4 separate regions of the Mus musculus genome follow, and all the other regions are linked to region 2. A link is a contact called in public promoter capture Hi-C data. All regions are on one chromosome and are shown on one strand. The core of a region is the stretch at or near the end of the contact, and the rest is flanking DNA. Distances in the headings are between cores, read along the strand shown. Region 1 holds the start of A730006G06Rik (RIKEN cDNA A730006G06 gene). Region 2 holds the start of Usp49 (ubiquitin specific peptidase 49). Region 3 holds the start of Foxp4 (forkhead box P4). Region 4 holds the start of 1700122O11Rik (RIKEN cDNA 1700122O11 gene).

Region 1 (2,909 bases), core at 242-2,741, 460 kb before region 2:
GCTCCAACGGAACTGGCCTTTTGCAATTGTACTGGGAAAAACAAGCCAGGCTCAAAAGACAAATATATTGTGTTGTCTCTTATGTGCAGAATATCTCTGTGTGTCTCTCTATATATATGAAGAGTAATCGGGTCACCGTCAGCTACATAACCAGTTCAAGGCCTACCTGGTAAATTAAGTCCTATCCCAAGACAAAGAGGAGTAAGAGGGGGAGGAAAGGAAAGAAGGAAGAAAGGAAAGTAGGAAAGAGGAAGGGAGGGAAGGAGGAAGGAAGGGGGGAAGGGAGAAGGGGAAATGAAAACTTAAAACTTTTACACTGAAATGGTAAAAACACCAAGAAAATGGAAGGATCCAAGTACATCAATACCAATTTGTTGTTTTAGTTACGCAAGGCATCGTCTCAGGGAGGGAGACTTGGTAAAGGGAGTCACACCATGCTAGAGATAGGACTTCTCATAGCCTCATATCATGATGTCAATTTGCCTATACATCCAACAGGCTCAGCAAAATCCCAGTCAGTTTACAAAAAGTGACCTGGAGTGTCCTCATCCATGTCCTGCTGGAAGCTGGGCGCTACAGAAAAATTACCCACTGTGTACCAAGCGGGCAGCCGTGTGAAGAATCAAGGCTGTAGGTCATTCCTAGGATGCTGCTCCGTGCCTGGAATCCCAGCAATTAGGTAGGAAGAGCAGAAGCATCAGTAAGTAGCTCATGGCCAGCCTCATATACCAAATGCCAGGTCAGCCTCGGCTACACGAGGCCCCAACTCAAGGTCGCAGGGGCTGGAGAGGTGACTCTGTAGTTAGGGGTGTTTGCTGCTCTTGCAAAGGACTCCCGGTTCAATTCCCAGCAACTCACAATGGCCTTGAACTCCAATCCTAGGGGTCTGGGATCCTAAGGCCTCCACTGGCACCTTCCCCCATGTAGTACACTTACAGGCACACACATACATGCACAAATAAAAATAAAAATATATTTTGAAAGATACACTGGGATACAGTATTCTGGAAGTCCCAACTGGGTTCACATTGAGGATAAAAATATATTCTCAGTTAAAAATGGACAGTTTTGCGTGTTTACAGTAGACACAGATAAATAGCAATTAATTGAGCAGGCACGTTCATTTTAGTAAAGGTGGCATAGAAGACTTGTTATCTTCCACCAGTGATGTCACCGGAGATACTGCCCTAGGGATGTGAACCCCTTCAACATGGATAAAGGTGCTCAGAGCTTGCCCTGGCAAAGGTTTGGGGAGTGGATGAATAAAGCCCTTGGGCCACACGCTCATAGGCACCAGCTGGCGCAGAGGTACCGGATCCCGCCAAGATAACAGCTGGGACTTGCCCTCAGCTTTTTCCTTCGGAGAGTGGTGGGAGAGCTGAGCTGGAAAGACTGTCTCCTTGGAAACCAGTGTCTTCCTCTCTGATGGCAAGCTGGACGGCCCCCGAGAGACTAGAAGAGGGACTGGATCCGGCCTGGGGTGGAGGACCGCTTTTGTCCGCAAGCTGCAGCCACACAGGCAGACCTTTGAAGCTTGCTCCGTGGAGGGGCAGAGCTCATTCCCAGGTGAGTGGGAGTGCGGGTCGCCCTGGGTCTGGGTCTTCCATCTCAGTCCCTTGTAGAGTCGGGCTTTCCTTTTAAAATGGGTGAACAAAAGAATGAATGAATGAATGAAAGATAGATAGATAGATAGATAGATAGATAGATAGATAGATAGATAGATAGATAGATAGATAGTTGAAAAAAGGAAGGCCTGGGAGAAAGAAAAAAGAATTCCCCAAAATGGGACATTCCAACCTGACTTCGAACTCATTCTCCATCTTTCCCAAGGACATGATCTTCTTTCTGCAATGAAAATAGAGGGGCCGATTCTACAACAAGGTAGATGGCTTGGTTTCCTCTACTGAGAGAATTTGGAGGCTTGGAGGAGAGAGGGGGTGATTCATAACAGCAGCAGTCCTAATGGGTCTCCAGAGAAGGAAGGATGCTGGAGCAGAGATGTCCTATTCCCTCAGGCTGGAGGGTAAAATGCCTCCAACATGTCTTCCAAACATCTCAAGAGGGAGAGCTGCTCAGCCTCACTTGTGCATACAGTCTTTGATGGGAACTGACATGTGACTGAGGGCAAGTCAGAAGAGGTGGCACGAGGGACAGGCTGGACATTTCAAGGACCCTACCTCTAGCACTAGCTTTCTGAGTCCTTGAAAGTCCAAGTGGGAAAGGTTGTGAAGGGCCCCTCTCCCTGCTGTGATGTCACAGGTGATGTCACAGATGGGTGTGTTCATAGGGCCCCTGTGTTACATCGCTGGGTTCCCTAACTTCTCTCTGGAGTCCACAAGGTCCTGCTTCTCCTGGTAGTCCAGTAACTGCATTTGGCCAGGAGGCACAGACTGTAGCTTGACACTGGTTGTGTTCATTGCACAGGGCTGATGTAACCCCAGAATCACCATAAACAGATGGCTTTAACCCTAAATCTGTTCCTCTCACAGCTCAGGAAGTCAGAGGCTGATGGCCTGTGGGACTGGCTTGCCTCCTGTGGCTCTGAGGGAATTCCTTTTTTAGTCCTTTACTCTAGTTGCTGGTGGTAACCAAGGATACTAGACTCTCTGGCTGGTGCTTTGTGATGATGATGAGTTTGGATTTTATTTTACATGTGTGTGCTTGTGGGAGTGTATGTCACATATATGCAGGTGCCCAGGGTGCAGGCTAGAAGAGAGGGATGGGTCCTGGAGCTGGAGTTATAGGCCTGTCTGACACTGCAAGCACACTTAACCACTGAGCTGTCTCTCTAGCCCATGATGGTTTGTTTTCATTACTAATGTGACACAATCCAGAACTACCTTGGAGGCAGGCTTCTGGCCGTATCACTTGAGGGTTTTCTCAACTGTGCTATTAAGATGGGAAGACCC
Region 2 (2,908 bases), core at 139-2,638:
AAAGAATAAGTTTAAATTTGTCCCCAAATTCTCATCTTCCCTTTAATTTCCAAAATGGTCTTATAGTGCCAGAGAGATGGCTTATTGGGTAAAAGAGCTTGCTGCCAAGCCTGACTATCTGAGTTCAATCCTCGGTACATAAATGATGCGAAGAAAGAGCCAACTTCCACAAGTTGTCCTCTGACTTCCATAACTGCTCCACATACATACAAATAAATGTAATTATTTTCATTAAAAATGTGCCTTACAAATCAAAGGGTTCTAAAGAATATTAATATGCCCTTCCTATTCACAATCATACAATACAACAGGCAGAGGGACTGCAATCTTATCTTACAGAAGTTTTTTCATAAAAGGTACTCATAAAGCCATTATGCAATCTAAAAGATGAGTTCACAGCTCTAAAACTCTCCTCAGCTCTGCAGTCAACCTTTCTCCATCACTGTCTGAAGATCTGGGGAGAAATTACCCCATGAAAAATGTTCCACACAAAGCTGCAAGCAGCATACGAACTCAACGCCCTTAGAGCAGTGACTTCAGACTCCTGCTCAGTAAACTTCCCTGGTTAGTTATTTCTCTTTCTCTCTCTCTCTCTCTCTCTCTCTCTCTCTCTCTCTCTCTCTCTCTCTCTCCATATTCTTCAGTTGCTGAAAACAATTAGGCAGAAATCTGTCTGATTAATAAAAACCAAATGAACCATGTCTTTCTCTCCCCAACGGTGTACTCTTCAATGAGATGCCCTGGCCCTGGCCAGCGTCGTTAGCTCTAAAACAGCTCCTCCACCCACCCCAACTACCACATCCCACAGGCACATTGTAAATAAACACAATTCATTTACCCTTTAGCACAACATTAGTGAAACCAAGAGGTTTTCAGCACCCAAGGCTGCCAATTTTTCTATCCCACAAGAACAAAATCAAGTAAAAATGGGTCTCATCTTTTCAAAGTGGACATGAAAGTGGATTTTCAGGCGAAAGATGGAAACTGGATCCAAGACTCCTTGAAGAGAGAAAAAGGTTTCTGGAATTTCCTACTATTAGGGACAAAAGGACTCACAAATTCAATACACATTTCTCTTAACAAAGAACTCCTATGCTGCACCCCCATCTGGTCCCCCACTTCTCAGTCTTTTCCCCCTGTTTCTAGGTCCCCTTTCACTCACCATGGTTCCTTATCTTCTGCACCAAAGGCTCTCTACTTCAGATCCTTCACTACAGCGTTTGTGCCCTGCCCCTTCCAGACCTTCTGGGGCACTTCAGGGCAAAACATTCGTTTCCCACTCCTGTGCAGCCCACCCCAGTTCTATACCCACCAGGACTTCCCTAGCTTGCCTTAATCTCCTTTCTCTTTCCCCACTCCCCATTCCATCCTTTAATTCCCAGGGCCCATCTCCTCGGGTTGCCTTTCGGCCAATCTTTTGACTCCACTATCTTTACCTTGCTGAACCTCCTCGACAAGCAATTCTCCAGTTTCCCAGCTCACCATCATTCCTTCCACCCCGCTTCTAGCGTCCTTTCAGCGTTGTTTCTTTTTCTCCCAGAACTGTCCTATTAACGCCCAGCTCTCAGCTCGCTTCCCGTTAGCCCTTCCACTAACGTCCGATTCTTGATTCCACCTGGTTGTGATCCAGGTCTCCTGTCTCCCTCACTTTACAGAATTTACACCCCTCACCAGCTACTGACCCACACCTTGTCGATCCCACCCCAGCGGCTCCCAGCCCTTCAGCTCATCCCCAGCTCTGCACTAGTTCACACCCTTGTCACGTCTGGCTCTTAATCACTCTCCTCCACTCCCAACTACTACCCCGGCTCTGCTCCTTCCTTGTCTTCCACTTGCAACTCTTCTGGCCCTGGCCCAACACCTCCCACCTGCCAAGCCTTGCCTCTTCCAGACCCCTGCTCCTAGCCCTGACCCCGGATCCCTCTTCCCAGCCCCGGGCTTCCTAACCTCATCCCGGGGCCAGCCTGGGTTTCTTTCTCACTCCACTCTCCGGCTTCTAACCCTTTCTCTCCTAATCCTCTTCATCTCCTACTCAGCAAACCCTTCCGTCCCCGCCCCAGCCTGCCTTCCCCTCTCTCCCTTCAAACCTTTCACCTCACAACCCAGACGTCGCCCACCCCGCCAAAACGCAGCGTCCGCGCGCCGGGACTCGCGCCTTCGCTGTCGCCGCCCGCCGTCCCCGCCCCGGGCGCCCGGGGCCCGCCGGCGTCGCGGTCCCGCCCCCTGCCGCCGCTCCTCCCGCCCGCTAGGCGCACGCCGCCTTTGTCGCCCCTCACCGGGTGTGTGAGGGGATTTTTTTTTTTTTCCCTTTCCTTTAAAAGGGGAGGGCCGGCATGCCCGGGCCGCGTGTCCCCGCCTCCGAATATCTGCGCGAACTCCCAGCCACTGCGGCCCCTCACGCCCCCCGGGCCGCCCCCTCGGCCGCTCCGCCGGCCCTCCGCCCCCTTCCCAGCTCCCTCCCCTCTCTATTTACCGCCATCATCAGCACGCGCGAGCTGTCACCCGGGCGCAAGACGAGCAGGCGGACCACGCCCCTTATCGCCCATTGGCCCGCCTGTCAGAGCCCCGCCCCCAGGTCCCGCAATGCGCCAACGGCGCACCTTCCCGGCCGCGACCTGGGGCCCCGCGCCCTTTACGCAGGTTTGTGCCGTGGGCACCAAGTTTCGGGTCAGCGGCTGTGGCGGGCCGGTGTGAGAGGCTAAGACGCGGCGCGGCGCGGCGCGAGTCACCGGCAAAGTTTGGTTGAGGTACGGAAGAAGGTTTCTAGACAAAGAGGCTCTTAAAGGTACAGAGTCTACTGTCTGGCCCTCCTCCTTAAAGGGCCAGGCACTTTTCCGAGCGCCCCACCCCCACCCCTACGATCTGTAAAGGTAAAGGAATTTTGCATACCCTGCGGCTTACCTTCTGC
Region 3 (2,825 bases), core at 63-2,562, 290 kb before region 2:
GGCCCACGGAAAAGGGGCAGAATAGGTGAGCAGAAATTGCTTAAGCTGTTATCTCAGAAACCCGTTTTTGTTGTTGTTGTTGTGTTTTTTTTTTTTTTAAGAGTTTTCTCCAAAATATGTTATCCCCAGGAAACCAGGCCCAGTCCTTACCCAGTTCATCCTCCATGGGGTCTGCCTGCCCTTGGTCACCTGCCTCAAGGTAACCCGAAGCCAACAGGGTCTCCCAGAGTCACTGCCTTCCTGTGCTCAACCCATAACTTCTCTGGGCAGGGTGGGCCAAACACGGAGGGTCCCTGAGGCGTGCCCCTCACCTCTTCACACACCCGAAAGGGAAGATGTTTGGGTAGAGAGTGGGAGGATTTTTTTTCTCTCTCTCTCAGTTCTCCACCAGTCTGAGCCTGGCTCCTGCTACCCAATTTAGTCCTCCCCCTCGGAACCTGGGCCTTTCCGTGCCCGGACTTCCCCCTCCCAACCCAAACACACACCAGCGTCCCCAACCCCACCCCCACCCCCATCCTCACGGTCCCCCTGGGCACAAGCGGTATTCAGGGACGCCAAGTTTTGTTTACAATCTAATTTGTTCAGATAATTGCCTCGACTTTGCTCTGTGCTTGGCCCGCGTGGATCCAGCCTGAAGCCCTTTCTCCATCGGTTCTCACAGCACTTTATAGGAAATTCCCCTTTGCAGACCGAGGCGGCAGCGCGTGCGCGCCGGGATGGGAGAAAAGACTGTTCACAAAGCCCAGAAAGAGCCTCCCCAGCCCCAGCCCCCACACAGTGGGGAGTCAGAGGGAGGCGCGGCAGGGCCCGCGCTGGACGTCGGCTTCGGACTGGGGGGGGGGGGGTCCTGACCACTCCCCGCGCCAGGCGCAGCCCGCCCGAAACCAGTGAACCGTGTGCCAGCAGGACTTGGCCGTACCTCCAGGTTCCAGGAAAAGGCCAGAGTTAATAAAGCCTCCCATCGGATGGGTCCCCAGTCCACTGTGAAACTCTACGGCCTATCGACTTTGGCAGATCGGTAGCCCCACGTCCCCATTTTTTCCTTCCCCAAAGTTTGGTCCACGTGGTCCTCTTCGGCTTGCCGCTGGCCGCCTCTCAGGGGGAAAAGTGGCTGCACCTGCTTTAGGCGAATTATGGTAGCACTAGAAGTTAGTCTCCCCTCCCTCCGCCGCTCGCTCGTTCGCTCCCTCCTCCCTGTCGCTCGGCGCGCTCCCTCCTTCCCTCCACCCCTCCGGTCCCCCCGCCCGGTGTGCCCCGCCCGCGCGCCGATCGCTCGCAGCCACTCGCAGCCGGGGCTCAGTCGCAGCCCCTCGGAGTCCGGAGCCGGTCGCCCCTACGGACCGGACAGTGCCACCAGCTGCCGGGACGGAGCCCCCCAACACGCGATCAGGGCGCGGCGCAGGCGGCCGCGGCGCGGCGGGGAGGAGCCCGGGCCGGAACCAGGGCTGGGCCGGGGGCGGGGACGCCGGGGTCCCGGAGCCCCGGAGCCGGAGCGAGCTCAGGAGCGTCGCCGGAGCCCGGGGAAGGACGATCGGAAGCTGGAGAGAGCCAAGCCATCCTCCAAAGTGCGATGCCCCCAAGGGGCTAAGGCGCGCGGCGATCGGCGCTAGAAAGATCGCTTCGGAGCGCAGGGGCAGCCCCGGCGAGTGGCGGCGGGCCCGGGCTGCGACCCGAGCGAGCCCCATGCCCCGTGCGGGCTGACGGGCCGGAGCCCGCACTGAGCGGCCGGGCCGGACAGGTAGGTGGCCGATTCAGGGACCCCAGGGATCCGGGTGGGGGCTGGGCCGGGGACTCGTCCAACTCCCTAGCTCGCTCACTCTCTCGCCTGCTCCCCGGCTCACTTTGTGTTTGCAAACTGCCCGCCCGAGGCGCGTCGGCCGCCGGAGGAGCCCGGCCCCGGGCCGGAGCACTTTGTTCCAGCTGGGCCGGCCGCGGAGCACTGACCCTGGTGAGTTGAGAGACCCTGCCCCCGGCCCGGGCCCCCAGCCGATCGGAGCTGTCTGGGGAACAGGTGGGGGCTGAGGCGCGGGGCTGGGGGGCAGCGGGAAGCTGGCCGGGGCGGAGGGGGGGCGGCTTGGAGAAGCCACTGAGGCCCGCCCTGCCCCAAGAATCTGGGCTCCGCCCCCTCCTGGCCTCGCTGCTGGGAATGGGGTGTTAGGGGGCGCGACCCCCCCTCCCGGAGTGAGACAAAGAATACTTCCCGGCCCGGACTTTCCTGAGCCGGGAAGGGAAGTGGTGAACTGGGATCCCCCCAAGTCCAGTCTGCACGGGACTCCCCAGGACAAACAGAAAGACTTGAGTCTGTGTGTGTGTGTTGGTGTGTGTGTTGGGGGGGGCAACAATCTCAAACACCTCATCGCCTTGGTTTGTGGAGGTCACACTTCGAAAGTGCTGAGACTAGTCAACCTCCCCCCCCACTCCCGCATCTCTTAATCAGATCTGAGATAAAGCGGAAAACTTCTTGGGGACTTGAGAGAGACTGGTAATGGCCCCTGTGATTTATTTATTTATTTATTTATTTATTTATTTACGTGCGCCGGAGCTGATCGGTGGGGAACTAATCTAGTGGATACCCTCCTCATTCGGACAGAGCTCCTGCGGGGTAGTGTGAGGTTTGAGAGTGAGGGAATAAGGTAACGGAGAGTGGGCCCAAGGCCACCAGAGATGAAGCTGCCGGAGTGAGCAGTGGAGTCCATTCCCCCAGACTGAAGACTCTGGTGACTCGTGAGACAGTCTCCCCAGCGTCCCTCTGGCCCGCGGCCATCCTCCGCGGCGCTCAAATCTTGCACTTTGCTTCTCCGTAAAACTTGTACTTCTTGAGCTTC
Region 4 (2,939 bases), core at 42-2,541, 410 kb before region 2:
TGTCAGCTTCAGGGAGCTACTGAGAGGGAAAATTACTCACGTGGGAGGGAGGGATTGTTTTTAAGTAGAGGCAGATGGTAGAGAGGTGGGACTCGAAGGAAAGTGCACAACACTTTGTGGCCGGCAATATGTATTATTTGCAATATCTGGGGTCCTACTGTGTGCCAGCCACTCCTTTTCTCTTGCACCATCTACTCTCTCTGCATGAGCTGGAGAGATGGGAACCAACTTGCGTTCCACTTTGCAGATGAAGATAATGGGGCTCTAGGAGATGGAGATGCTTGCCCAGGGTAGCCAGTAAGGAAATCCCAAGCGTTCACTTCACACTTACCTGCAGGCTTCCTTCTTCAGCCTGGATTGTGTTCCTCGGCCTTCTAGGTCATCAAACCCTAGCCCTTTCTTCTCTAAGATTCCCTAGACAGGCAGGCCAGCTGTTGTGCTGGACTTGATCTCTTTACTCTAGCCAATAAAAACAAGGAAGAGAGACAAGAGCCACGAAGGGACACTTGGTATACCCATCCCCTTGCATACTCCCAAGACAACCACACACCTTAAAGTTCCACAGCAGGAACAGAAAGAAGACTGTGAGGTTCCAGGTCAGGGGCATTTCAGCACCAACTGGAGGGCAGAGAGATCTTGCCAGTTCTTCACGTTCCTGCTCAGAAATTAGCCTAAGCTTAGGACTCCAGCTATACTACTGTAGAAATTTAGGCTCTCCATGCCCGCTATTCCAGTATTCAGGGGGCTGAGACTGGAGGATAATGAGTTTGAAACCAGCCTGGGCTAACCAAGAGACTTGTCAAAAGCAAGAACAAAATACCCACATCAGATTCTCCTTCTCCAGTCAAATGTAGTGAGCATCGAAGTTTATCATCAATGTCTAGAAACACTCTCAAGGTCAGGCACAAGGGTATCTGCCCACATACTAATCTTTGAAGGTGGAGACAAACAGGTCGGAAGTAGCAGACTAACTTGGACTACATCATGAGATCTTGTCTCAAAACCAGTCAGGCATTGCTGGTGCTACCTTTAATCCCAGCAGCACCTGACTCTTCAGAGGAGAGGGGTCCCCAGCTGAACTGTGGGCTCTGTGGTATCTCATCCATTCCACAGAGGAGCTGGGGAAATGGAAGGAGAGTTAACATCCCAGAGACCCTAAGGAGCTAGATTTGGTAAAGACATGATGGCTCCTTTGGACTTATGGCTCACAAGGATGATGTCACAATAGGTTTGGAGGTGTGGCTCCTCCCTTTAAGCTAAGATAAAGAAGTTCTTGCTCACATTCCCTTCCCTTCTACTCCGAGTGGATAGGATGGAGTGGCATGGGCATGTCCCGTGGCCTGTCAGCCACTGGCCAAGTGACTTTGGAGGTCTGTCTCATGGACAGACATGAGCAGAAATAATCTCAACCCCAAATCTATACAGAAGTACTGGTTAGAAGTGTGTGTGCGTGCGTGTGTGCGTGTTCCTGTGCATGTGTGTGTGTGTGTGTTCAAGGAAGAAAGCCCCACTATGGCTTAGTAAGGCTCTCTGTAAGCGTCCCTGACGTGCCAGGTACAAACAAAGGTAATGGTAGCCATCGGAGGAGAGAGGGACTGAGGGGACTGATTCAAAGCATCTGTCAAAGTGATGAATGGTCCAGGCTTGGGCCTTGAGTCACCTAACTGGTAGAGTTTTTGTCAGGCAGAGGGGACTGAGAGCCAGGTGTAGCCTCACAAATCTGTGATCCAGCACTTGGAAGACTGCATCAGTCAGGGGAATTGAGAGTTTGAAGCCAGCTTGGACTACATAGTGAGACACTGCCTCAGAAAAAAAAAAAAAGCTAGGGGGGTTTGTCACTATATTCTAAGTGGCAAGATTGCCATCCAAATAGTCCAGCGTTGGTAGGCCTAAGGCCTAAATCTGGGGTGAGAGTGTGAGCTAGGGAAGGAATTTGGTTCTTCCCCAACCCTGAATCTGTCAATCCTGGATTCTCTTGATATGAGGTTCCTACCATCCCCCCCCCTTTTTTTAAGAGGAAAGATGGGTGAATTCTATCTTCAGTCCTATGTCCAAGATCTCATCATTGGAAGATATTTGGAACAAAATAAAACTTGAGGAAGAGGAGGAAGAAGAAGAAACAGGGAAGGAGAATGTAGACCAAGAGCAAGAGAAAGAAGAACAAAACAGGTGTGTTGAGACACAGCGCCTTCCTTCTTCCTCCTGTCCCTCCCGGCTCTGGAGAGCCTCACTCTATGACCATATCGGTCCGCTGCCCCTCTATCTCCACTCCCTGACTCCACTCTTCCTTCCTTTTGCTCAGGATCAAGGCCCTTCTTGGAGTACCCAAGCAGAACTCAGTGTGGGGCCTGATGGCTTGGCCCAGGCCCTCCCCAGAGCAAGCCCAGTGGTGGGAAGATTTCTCCCTGCCCTCACTCCGTGGAACCTGCCTCTGCGGCTGCAGATTGAGCTCAAAGATGAGGCTCCACCCCCTACCCTCCATGACTTCCTGCCCCACCCCTAAAACCTTGCCCTCATTGGGATCTAGAGAAGAGTCTAGCTGGCTAAGAAACCAGCCTCTGATGGAGCCTCTATCAGCGTCCAGATTGAAGATGCCCAAAGCAGTTCCCAGACTTCCACCCAAGGTCTCCCCTAAGAGATCTACTATGCCCAAGACAGGGCAACAGCAGACCGCAATGTCAATGTGGCCTCCGGTTATTATCAACCCTCCCTCCAAGAGCTCTGCTCTTAAGGGACAACACACACCCTCTGCCAAAGAGGTCACCCACACCCCAGGTGCCTGGGGCAACCCTTTGCCTCATCTTCCTTCAAAATAAATATTTTTTTGTTACACCAGCAACAGTCTAACACAGTTCTAGGCACTTTGAGATGTATTAGCTCATGAAATCTTCACGATATTTCTAAAAGATTGAAACATAGGTCAGGTTCCTCCCTCCCTC

What was found. Promoter capture Hi-C pulls out the DNA fragments that hold promoters and counts their contacts.
Region 1: a promoter capture Hi-C map of stem cell-derived epiblast-like cells shows a contact between it and region 2, with 3 times the contacts expected there. The contact joins the promoter of A730006G06Rik here to the promoter of Usp49 in region 2. A contact is called at or near these places in 8 of 39 promoter capture datasets (cranial neural crest, embryonic stem cells, frontonasal cranial neural crest and 4 more), 3 of 15 datasets of contacts at CTCF or cohesin (embryonic stem cells, pro-B cells and stem cell-derived epiblast-like cells), 6 of 484 Hi-C or Micro-C datasets (cranial neural crest and embryonic stem cells), 7 of 115 datasets of contacts at active chromatin or transcription factors (embryonic forebrain, embryonic stem cells, forebrain and 3 more) and 1 of 9 other capture datasets (pancreatic islet).
Region 3: a promoter capture Hi-C map of embryonic stem cells shows a contact between it and region 2. The contact joins the promoter of Foxp4 here to the promoter of Usp49 in region 2. A contact is called at or near these places in 2 of 39 promoter capture datasets (the C10 cell line and embryonic stem cells), 5 of 484 Hi-C or Micro-C datasets (CD8 T cells, embryonic stem cells and pre-megakaryocyte-erythroid progenitors) and 2 of 115 datasets of contacts at active chromatin or transcription factors (embryonic stem cells and pancreatic cancer cells).
Region 4: a promoter capture Hi-C map of stem cell-derived epiblast-like cells shows a contact between it and region 2, with 4 times the contacts expected there. The contact joins the promoter of 1700122O11Rik here to the promoter of Usp49 in region 2. A contact is called at or near these places in 3 of 39 promoter capture datasets (embryonic stem cells and stem cell-derived epiblast-like cells), 2 of 484 Hi-C or Micro-C datasets (both in embryonic stem cells) and 2 of 115 datasets of contacts at active chromatin or transcription factors (embryonic stem cells and microglia).

What each region holds. Positions count from the first base shown.
Region 1 is chr17:48,088,960-48,091,868 of GRCm38.p6, reverse strand. It overlaps A730006G06Rik (RIKEN cDNA A730006G06 gene), which reads left to right and starts at 1,491. Exons shown (of 3, transcript NR_110485.1): 1 at 1,491-1,566. 1700067P10Rik (RIKEN cDNA 1700067P10 gene) reads right to left here and starts at 2,227. Exons shown (of 3, transcript NR_160405.1): 1 at 2,178-2,227; 2 at 1,798-1,845; 3 at 949-1,634.
Region 2 is chr17:47,629,170-47,632,077 of GRCm38.p6, reverse strand. It overlaps Usp49 (ubiquitin specific peptidase 49), which reads right to left and starts at 1,388. Exons shown (of 7, transcript NM_198421.2): 1 at 1,163-1,388. The region is part of intron 3 of Gm20517 (predicted gene 20517); the gene reads right to left.
Region 3 is chr17:47,923,119-47,925,943 of GRCm38.p6, reverse strand. Foxp4 (forkhead box P4) reads left to right here and starts at 1,312. Exons shown (of 17, transcript NM_001110825.1): 1 at 1,312-1,738. It overlaps Gm46601 (a long non-coding RNA gene), which reads left to right. Exons shown (of 3, transcript XR_003952247.1): 2 at 1-25; 3 at 130-470.
Region 4 is chr17:48,036,645-48,039,583 of GRCm38.p6, reverse strand. It overlaps 1700122O11Rik (RIKEN cDNA 1700122O11 gene), which reads left to right and starts at 1,291. Exons shown (of 3, transcript NM_029689.1): 1 at 1,291-1,370; 2 at 2,016-2,169; 3 at 2,303-2,839. The coding sequence starts at 1,313. The coding sequence ends at 2,816.